3 separate regions of the Pan troglodytes genome follow, and all the other regions are linked to region 3. Evidence: chromatin contacts called from public HiChIP or PLAC-seq data. All regions are on one chromosome and are shown on one strand. The core of a region is the stretch at or near the end of the contact, and the rest is flanking DNA. Distances in the headings are between cores, read along the strand shown. Region 1 holds the start of HSD3B7 (hydroxy-delta-5-steroid dehydrogenase, 3 beta- and steroid delta-isomerase 7). Region 2 holds the start of ZNF668 (zinc finger protein 668). Region 3 holds the start of STX4 (syntaxin 4).

Region 1 (3,263 bases), core at 289-2,788, 49 kb after region 3:
CAATAGGACAACTTGTCCCAGGGGAGTCACCGGAGGTCAAGGCCAAAGACAGAGTGGGGAACAAACAGGCAAGATGGCCAGGAGTGTCCAGAGCTCCTCACCCTGCACGTTGACCTCATGGATGGTCTCGGGACTGGCCCTGCCAAACACGTCTACCAGCCCAGCCGTGTGGATGACCACATGGGCTCCGGCCACAGCTGCTGCCACCTCATGGGCCTGGGTCACGTCCCCCTGGATGGCAGTCACCCTCACAGGCCCTGGCCGGGGTTGGAGGACACAGGCCATGTCAGAGCTGGGGCCAGAGGCCAGAGGCTGGGTTCATCTTCCACCCTGGAGTCACGTTCCCAATGTGACTCACTCGACCCATCCATGTGGACAGAAACCAGCATCATCTGTTCCACTGCAGGGGTGGGGATCCCAGCTTGGGAAGGGTTGGGGAAGCGTCCACACCCTCTCCACCACAAGCTCCCCCAACAAGAACCTGTCTTCAGCTCCTCCAGCCAGGGACCCAGGTGTCGGTCAAAGACCCGCAGCTCCCCGAGCCGGGGCTCCCGCTGCAGCAGCATTCGCACCACGTGCTCTCCCAGGAAGCCACAGCCCCCTGTGACCAGGTACACCAGCTTCTGGGCCTGTGCAGAGTCGGCCATGCCTGGCTGGGGAAGAGACCTTGGCTCATCCAGGGGCTGGCTGCCACCTGCTGCAACCACCTGTTACTGCTGGAGGTGCCCTGGAGCGGTGACGAGGCTGGCGTTTGGGGGGAGGGCAGAGCTGATCCTGGGAGCTGCAGCAACCAGGCCACCTGCCGTCTGCCCCTGCTGATGGCTGAGTTATGGAGAGAGGGGCAGGCTTGGGGTGCAGGAAGGGGTCAGGGTTTAGGGAGAGAGATTTGAAGGCAGTAAAAGGGTGGGGAGGCCAGGAGTTGAGGGAGGTGGAGGGAAGGTTATAGGAAGGTGGGAAGGGCCGGATGGAGGGAAAGGCCACCTGGGCACTGGCAGTGCCTCTGCCTACCTGCAGCCGCTATCCTACCTGCGGCCGCTATCCCAGGGTGCCCAGACTGGCCCGGAGGGGCCCTCTTCTTTCGTCCAGGGCTGGCCGGCCCGCACACCGTCCTTCCGCTGGCTCCTCCTTCTCCCTCCTGCCCCATTCCAGGAACAGAGACCCGCCCAGCCACAACCCCCACCACTCTTGCCCCAAGGCACCCCCTGGCGGCCGCTCTGTGCTCCACTGGCATCTGGGTCCAGCGGAGAACTTGGTGGGGATGAAGCTCGAACTTGCAGAGTGGGCTGAAGGGGTCTGGGGCTGTGGGTGGAGCCAGCGGTGACCTCATCCCACAGTGTGACCTCAGGCCTTCCCTCCTGCTGGGCTTCCCAGGAGGCCGGAGGTCCAGCCGCAGCTGTGATTGTAGGAAGGGGAAGCCTGACCTTGGCACCACCCTGGCGGGCACTGGTGGGGTATTCCTGGTGCGGGTGCGGCTGCTGCAGCCTGTCAGGGGGTCCGAGACAGTCTCGGACTGTCTCTGCAGGTCTGGGCTCTTGCCTGAAGGCCCCTTTACCTGCCCCACACTTCAGGTACCCACTTTTCCCTCTCTTCATCTTGCCCAACCCTCCATGCCCTCTACCCCCAACCCCTTGCTCCTGCCCAAATACACCGACCAAACACTTTTGTACAATAAAGTTTAATCACAATTATAAAAATGTGGCGTCGGGTTTGCGCTATTAACATATGTACAGTCCAGCCCAGCAGAAGGGACCCACCCCGCCATCCTGGCCTGGCTGAGCCGGGGAGTGACACCAGGGTGGAAGGGTGACCCTCAGGGTCTGGCAGGAACAGATGAGGCAGGGTTCCAGGCACGGAGTCCCCAGGACTGGGGGTGCAGAGCCCCCCCAGGGGGAGAACATGGCCACTGCCCCAGAGACCCCTAAACTGGGGAGGGGTACACGCAGGGCATAAGGGGAAGTCCCCATTAACACAAAGCGAGAGGACTGTGTAGCCCCCCAGGACAGAATCTGTACAGGCCGGCACCCCAGGTTTCCACAGGAAACAGCTGCTGGCTGCTACAAAACATTTACAGCTTCTTCTCCGCAAAGAAAAACAATCAGGGGGTGGTGGGCAGGGGTGACAAGAGAGGCAGAAGCTGCCTCCAGGGACTGAGGCTCCCTCGCTGGACTTGGGGCGCCCAACCCCACGCTTGGAGATGGGGGCATGTGGGCCCTGCTGAGCCCACTAAGGCTGGGGGGGTGCTGGGAGCTCAGGGCACCAGGGGGAATAAATAGGGGTGTGGGCACCCATCCTGCCCCACCTCAGTTTAGGGAGCCCCGGCAGCTCTCCGTGCCACACAGACACGGGATCTTGTTGTCTTCCAGTGGGAACTTGTAGTCGTAGGTGATCTCCTCGTCCACGCCAATGGGCTGCTTGGAGTAGATCACGATTTTCTTCTGGGACTCGATGGTGATGACCTTGGCGTAGCAGTTGGGCTGCGGATGGAAGGGCGTGTGAGCCGTGGCCACCCCCACCGACCCCCAACTCCTGCCCCGGCTGGCCCCTGGCGCACCGTGCAGCAGTGGTTGATGAATCTGGCCAGGTTGCCACACTTGGTGGCATCGATGATGGTGTCGTGGTCCACCCGGAACAGGTAGCTGCTGCCAATGCCCTCCTGCACGTAGCGCTTCTCCCGCATGTCGGCCACCATCTGCCAGGGTGAGATGCGATGGTCAGGGAAGAGTCCCCCACTTCCTGCCCCTGAGCACGCCTGCCAGCCAGCACCCCAGGTCCACGCCCACCAGGCCTGGAGCTGCAGCTCTGCCTCCAGCTCCTGCTAACCCGGCACTGACTCTCTCGACTCTGCTTCCAGGAGCCCTCCCTCTTTGGGGCAGCATCCTAAGCCTCTGGTGGCCATTCTAAGTCACCCACAGGGAACTCCAGGGAAATCTGCACTGGGTAAGAGAGCCACTGACTCCTTCGAGCATCTGCCTGGTCACAGTGGGGTCCCGGACTGCTGGGGCAAGTCTGGGGTTGGGGCAGCTCCTGAAATGACTGGCCATGTCACCGATGGCACCCTGCTCATCTCTCCTCCCTGGACCTCTCTCCAAAACAGGCACCTGTTGGCTGCCACCAGCTAATGCAAATGGCAGGCCGCCCATGTCAGGCCCCGCACCTCCGTGTGAGGAGCAACCCTCACTTCCCAGAAGACAGTGAGGAGCCTCTGCGCGCCCTCCTCGGGTGACCTCACTCCCTTCCAGAGCCTCAGCCGCCAGCTATGTGGT
Region 2 (3,140 bases), core at 131-2,630, 41 kb before region 3:
GATCTTACCCTCACCAGTCTTTCTCATTTTTTTCTTCTGCCTCCTCTCTTAATACTGATGATGACAGCAACTCATGAAGAGTATTATATTACCATGTGCCAGGCACTGTGCTAACTATATTCATTGTGTTACTCAATCCTCAGAACACACGGCAATGCCTGTTATTCTAGTTCACGTAACAGCAAACCCCCTGACTGAGGCGGTCTTCATCCCAAAGCCCTTGCTCTCTCATGCCTCCTACATCGTCTTGTCCTTCTCCAACTCTGACTCTTCTTCCCATGGGACCCCAGTACAACTGTTTCCGACCGTAAACCCCTTCACTGAACCTGCCCCCGGAATTCTCACCTCACAAAGCCCCTTTGATCAAAAGTCCCCTCCCCTAGTCAACCACCAATGAAGTCCTCTGACCTCACTCATCTCGTCTGCCAATTTCCTCTCAAGACGCCTACCTCGCACCGGCGGCCCCCTCTCCTTCCCGCCGCGGGCGCGTCAGTTGGGGACCGCGAACGAGAGCGCGCCTGCGCACTGGGACCCTTACCCTAACTGCAGCCGCGCGCCCCAAGGGGTGGCTGTCGGGGGGCTCTCGCGCTCCCACACACGCACACTCAGCCAGGGTTCCCGGGAGGTGGGAGGGAAGGGAAAGAGGGAAAGGAGAAGGGGGGAAGAGGAAGGAGGTAGAGAAAAGAGGGCGCAGCTGGCATGAGCCAGGAGTCTACCCCCAGCTCTGCGGACACTTCCTATTGTTACTAGGAAACAGGAAGTGTCCTTAGGTACAAAAGCTTCCCCGCGAAACTTCCGCTTCGGGAGCACTGCCTGTCCCGCCTCCGAGCCGCAGTTTTACGCAGACACACTTCCGGCGCTAGGTTCTAGGTCTGCACGGCTGACTCCGCCCACGTAGGTCACAACGCGGCGTCTTTGCACGCTATGCTAGCCACACTTCCGGCAAGAGCAGCTAGAATCGTTCCGGTGCACATTGAATAGACGCAGAAAGGGAGAAAAAGATTCTACAGCCCTGGCCACAGTACTTTGGTGACACTTTTCGTGGGGCTCTCTGGAGGACTTTTCCCAAGGCAGATGGAGAAAACTTCGTGAAACCCACTCCTTGCTATTAAAGGAAATGTTGTGGAATATAATTGGACTTAGGTTTTGCAGAGCTTGAGCATGGCCTTTTTGTCCTCCCACCTTCTGGTTCTTGAAGACATTGCCGGTGACCTGGCCCCAGACTAACACAAGGCGGGCGTATACCGTCAGCCTGCCCGGCGTCCCCTTGCCTCAGCACACACACAGACCTCTTGCAAGATGCTTCTCTGCCGCCATAGGCTGGAGGTTCCCCGGGAACTTTCCCTTCCTTCCTAGCTGAGGAAGATCCCTCACTTCCGCTCGCCGCGCCACCGGTCCCACCTCCCCGCCCCCCGCTGGGTCCTAGCGCCGGCCTCTGTTTGGCAGGGTCCGGGCTCCGTCGGTGCGAGGAGCCGACGCCGACGCCACGGAGTCAGCACAAGTCTCATCAGGTAGGAAACGCCGGCGGGAAGCCGCGAGGGCCCCGGGCAGCTCCCACGCGGCCACGATCCGAGCTGGCCTCAGTTTCCCTGCGGGCGCCGAGGGCGGGCCGGGTTGGCCCAGCGCGAGCAGCGCGGGCGGGGCGGGCTGTGAGCGGCCCCGGGCGCATTGCGGGCCCAGCAGGTCCTAGAACCCGCCGGCTGTCTCCGCGGTTCTGGGCTGCGGACACCCAGGCTCGGCCCGCGCGGCTGCTGGCCCGGCGCGGTGTGGTCCCGGGGGTCCTAGAGCCCGCCATGTTGCGGGTTTTTGTCCCGGCCGCGCGGCCCGCGCTGCAAGATCCTAGGCGCCGGCGGGCCCCTCCCCTGCTGAGGCCCGGCCACCACTCCCGCGGTCCTAGAGAACGCCATCTTGCAAGCCTTTGTCCCTCATTCGGCCTTCCGTCCATTCATTTGTTCATCTCCTCATCCTTCGTTCAGTCCTCCTTGCCACGTCCTCCGAGGCCACGTTTTCTGAGGCTCATAACCGGGGTCCTGCCCTCCAGGGGCTGCCTGGCTGGCGGGGGCGCCGCGTACAGACGGTTGCGAGGAGCGAGGAGCTCCGGGTTTCTGCAACTCTCGGCTCCTCGGCGCGCTTCGTAGGCCCCACCGCCCTTCAAACTCCCACAAACTTAAGGGACCCCATTTTACTGATGAGGAAACTGAGGTCCAGAGCGGCGTGGGGCCCTTACCTCTCTACTGCCATTAAGTATTCCTGAGGGCACTAGGGAAGGGGGTTCTTGAAGGATGTAAAGGGGCTTTCCCGTTGGAGAAGGCAGGCAAGGGCTCCCGAGCCCAGGAAACTGCATCTAGAGGTGGAGGATTGAGAATTGTGGCTGGAGGTTCGGTCGCTGCCGGGAGGAGGACTCTGTCGCTGGAGCTGAGGCTGGAAAAGTAGGTTGGGATCAGGTTGTGAACTGGCCCGGTAGGAGGCCTAGAATATGATTAGCGCTCACTTCTGCAGGGTTCATCCGCTCACTACGTCACTCCTGGCCGTGAGGCCTGTGTGGTGACTGCTTGTTTAGAGATGGGAAGATTGAGGTGCCTCCTTTTTCTCCTCATCCCTGCCCCAGGGTCCTAGCCTAGGATTTTTGGAAATTGAATCTTTGCTTGCCTAGTGAGACAGCAGAACTTCATCCCCTTCCTAAGCCAGTAGTGAGGCAAAGCAAGGCTTCATCGCCACGACAGGGAGCCCACTGTGGGATATTGGGGCAATAGTTGGGCCTTGTGGACTTGGAAAGGTGGAGGAATTTAGTTAATAAGCAGTTATTGGTGGACATTCTCACAAACTCCTACTGTGGAGGAGGCAGAGGCTACAGACCTGGGTTCAAATTTCATCTGAGGTTGGTTCTTTCCATTTGTTTTGGGTCACCACACAGGGTTCTGGGTGTAGAGGAGGCAGATGATCGGTTTCCTAGCCCTTTGCCAGCCTGGACTCTGGTGCTGGTGATGAAGAATTAACAGCCAAACCATAAGATGTGTAATGCTAGCAAAGCAATAGTCAGGGCTCAGAGAGCAGGTGTTTGGGATTTGAACACTGGCTGGGACCGTGACTAGTAAGCTTGTTTCTTTGTGGTGTCACTTCTCATAAGAACGCTAATCCTA
Region 3 (3,176 bases), core at 191-2,690:
AGGAGACAGAGATGCTAGACCCAGGCCTGCTGTGTGACCTGGATATATCACTGGCTTCTCTGGGCCACACACTCCCCAGATATACCAACAACAGGGCAGGATCAGAGGGAAGGATCTGTCTGAGGTCCCAGGAGCTCACCCTTCAGCTGCAGGCGGATCTCCCTCCCCAGCTGTTTGATCTCATCGCGCAGGTTCTGCAGCTCCTGCTTCATGCCTGAATAAGAGAAGGCCAAGACTCCCAAACAGCAGCCCCCACCTCAACAAACCACTCTGGCCACCACCTGCATGGAACTACAACCCCCACAATCCCTGGGGCGGAGCATGCGCCCTGCAGCCGGGGTTTCACTCACTCTCCTCGGGAAGGGGCGTGGCCAGGATGGTGACCTGCTGTTTCTCCAACTCCTGGACTTTATTCCCCAGTTTGACAATAGTCTGCCGAATTGTCCGGACCTGGGGAGGGTGACCGAGAGGGCTGAAAGAGATATGGGGTACTCCAGACCACGCTACTCCTCGGGTCCTCCTACACCCTCGCGAATCCAGGCGGAGACCCCAGCCCCTTACCTTGTGGAAGAACTCCTCGTCCGGGCTCCCCAGCCGTGCCGTGCCCGGGTGCACCACCAGCGCGACCCGCTCCTTGTCCTCTTCGTCCGAGCTGTCATCCCCCTGCCAGGCCCGGAGTCATTGGCACCACCGTTTCGCTGCGGCTCTTACCCCGCAGGACCCACAGGCTTCCGGGACTTTCCTTCCTGGCCATCAGCCACCCCTCCCTATCCCGAAGACCAGAAGTCCTGCGTTCCAGTTCGTCCGCCCGTCCCCATCCCCGCTGCTCTGGCGTCTCACCTGTCTCAGCTCGTGGGTCCTGTCCCGCATGGCGGCCTGAGCTCTCCCTCCCCGGCGCCAGAGCCGGGAGGCCCTCAAATTTGGAATTCCCGTACCCCGCTCACACTCTGACACTCCCCTCCCTCCCCCTGCGGACCCCAACACCCCCACGAGCCGCCAGAGGCTCCGTCCCTTGCACCGCCCACAGTCAATGGGAAGGCGCCGACCCCGGGGACCCCCCAAGGTTCCACAGGTTGGAATTCCCTTTTCTTCCCCCCTCCAGCTCCCGCAGCCTCAGCCCCGCCCCTCCGTGATAAATTCGGGGCATGCGCACATGGTCGCGTCTCTTCCTTGCCCGAGGCTGGGAAGGTGGAGTCGGAAGTTGTTGCGCCCCGAGCGGAAGCGGAGATGCCTGGACGCGAGAACTTGCTACCGTCACCGGAACCGTTGCATCTTCCAACGGAGATGTGGTTGCCAAAAGGGGTAGGAATACGTCATTTGTACGTAATCCGAGACACCCGCATCTCACATCACCCCATGGTGCCCCCACCGCGTCACGTGACCAGCCCGGTCCCAAACTCGTGGACCGCAGAATGTGACCCTGTGACTGTCACGTGTCCCGGCTCTGTCACCGCCGTCTCTGGGACGCCGTTCTCATCACGACGTCCCCGGCACCCCAACGACCGAGCGACGCCCACACGGCCCCCGCGAGGTGGGGAGGGGCGCGCCGACCACCCCCAGAGGCCTTTCGAGGCAGTGGGTGGTAGGACCCTTGCTGACTTCGCCTTTATTGCTTTCGGGTCCAGGGGCGTGGGCGGACTGACGACTTAGCATTTGGGGCTGTCAGCATCATGGGACCTTGAAAATCGGGAAATAATAGGATCCGAGTCGTCAGCGTCAGAAAATTGCAGGGTTGTGTGGGCAGGGAATCTGGGGGTGGGAAGTGACCTCAGCCAAGGCAGAAATCTCTTCTTCCGCATCCTTCTGGCGCAGCCTCTGACAGGTGGGCGGCCAGCCGGCGCCCTCCTTGAACACTGCAGCCCGGCTGCACTCACCACCTTGTGAGCCGTCAGACCATGTCAGGGCAGCTCAGGCTAAGAAAAGTGTTTGTATTGATCACGCTGCCTCCCTGCCACTCACACCCCCCCAGCCCCTGCCTTGCATCTGAGTCCAGGTAATGACTTTGTTCTTAACTGAATCTGGGGAGTTCCTAGCTCAGTACCAAGAACATTACGGGCCCTCTATAAATACTTGTGGACAGAATTTCAGGCTTTCATGTATCTGAGGATAAAGCCCCTGGTTCCTTGGTCTTCTTTAGGCTTCAGGCTTTCTGACTGTGACACTTCTCTAATCCTGGCTATCTAGATATTCACTCATTTTTTATTTTTAAAAATTTTTACGAGATGGGGTCTCACTATGTTGTCCAAGCTGGTCTCTAACTCCTGGGCTTAAGCAATCCTTCTGCCTCAGCTTCCCAAAGTGCTGGGATTACAGGCATGCACCACCATGCACAGCAACATTCAGTCATTTAATGGATATTTTTTGGGCACATAGTATGGGCCAAACACTGTTCTAGGGCTGGAGATACATCAAGGACTAATAGACAAAAATTCCTGCACTCGTGGAACTTATATTCTCTAGAAGGAGTCCCCAAGGTCACTCAGCAAGTCTCAGCATAGCCGGGAATGAATAACAGGTCTCCTGGACCCCAGGGCTCTGTCCAGGAAGCTTCTGTGAAGGTACAAGCAAGGAAAGGAATGGACCCTTTCTGCTATGCCCTGGTCAGGAAACCTAGATTCCTGGGACTGAGTTGCTATGGACTTCTGGAAATTGCTTCCTGTCTCTAAGTGTGGATCTCCCTCTGCACAGTGGGTAACTGTAGGGGGATGGGGAGATCATCTTTATGGGTATCGGCTGCTCTAAACTTCAGTGATGATGAGGTTGGAAACTCTCAAGTGCTGTGTGATTCTATGTGAGGAGTTTTGGCTCTTCTCCTCTTCCTGTTAAAACCCAGCTCAGGCAGGGTGTGGTGGCTCATGCCTGTAATCCCAGCACTTTGGGAGGCTGAGGCAGGCAGATCACCTGAGGCCAGGAGTTGGAGACCAGCCTGGCCAACATGGCGAAACCCTGTCTCTACAAACATACAAAAATCAGCCAGGCATGATGGCAGGTGCCTGTAATCCCAGCTACTTGGGAGGCTGAGACAGGAGGATTGCTTGAACATGGGAGGTGGAGGTTACAGTGAGCTGAGATCACGCCATTGCACTCCAGCCTAGGTGACAGAGTAAGACTCCGTCTCAAAAACAAAACAAAACAAAAAAAACCCCAGCTAGTAGGAGAGTGGTGCCCTGATCAAC

What was found. HiChIP or PLAC-seq counts read pairs in DNA pulled down with a chosen protein or histone mark.
Region 1: a contact with region 3 is called in an H3K4me3 HiChIP or PLAC-seq map of stem cell-derived excitatory neurons, with 4 times the contacts expected there. The contact joins the promoter of HSD3B7 here to the promoter of STX4 in region 3. A contact is called at or near these places in 1 of 7 Hi-C or Micro-C datasets (blood) and 1 of 1 datasets of contacts at active chromatin or transcription factors (stem cell-derived excitatory neurons).
Region 2: an H3K4me3 HiChIP or PLAC-seq map of stem cell-derived excitatory neurons shows a contact between it and region 3, with 5 times the contacts expected there. The contact joins the promoter of ZNF668 here to the promoter of STX4 in region 3. A contact is called at or near these places in 1 of 7 Hi-C or Micro-C datasets (stem cell-derived neural progenitor cells) and 1 of 1 datasets of contacts at active chromatin or transcription factors (stem cell-derived excitatory neurons).

What each region holds. Positions count from the first base shown.
Region 1 is chr18:35,010,109-35,013,371 of NHGRI_mPanTro3-v2.0_pri, reverse strand. HSD3B7 (hydroxy-delta-5-steroid dehydrogenase, 3 beta- and steroid delta-isomerase 7) reads right to left here and starts at 1,538. Exons shown (of 7, transcript XM_009430679.5): 1 at 1,027-1,538; 2 at 482-649; 3 at 102-257. The coding sequence starts at 1,327. It overlaps SETD1A (SET domain containing 1A, histone lysine methyltransferase), which reads right to left. Exons shown (of 19, transcript XM_016929721.4): 18 at 2,552-2,689; 19 at 1,660-2,474. The coding sequence ends at 2,301.
Region 2 is chr18:35,099,915-35,103,054 of NHGRI_mPanTro3-v2.0_pri, reverse strand. ZNF668 (zinc finger protein 668) reads left to right here and starts at 1,380. Exons shown (of 3, transcript XM_016929742.3): 1 at 1,380-1,511. ZNF646 (zinc finger protein 646) reads right to left here and starts at 1,377. Exons shown (of 3, transcript XM_063797766.1): 1 at 1,290-1,377.
Region 3 is chr18:35,059,165-35,062,340 of NHGRI_mPanTro3-v2.0_pri, reverse strand. STX4 (syntaxin 4) reads right to left here and starts at 1,440. Exons shown (of 13, transcript XM_063797776.1): 1 at 841-1,440; 2 at 562-663; 3 at 351-450; 4 at 140-214. The coding sequence starts at 870.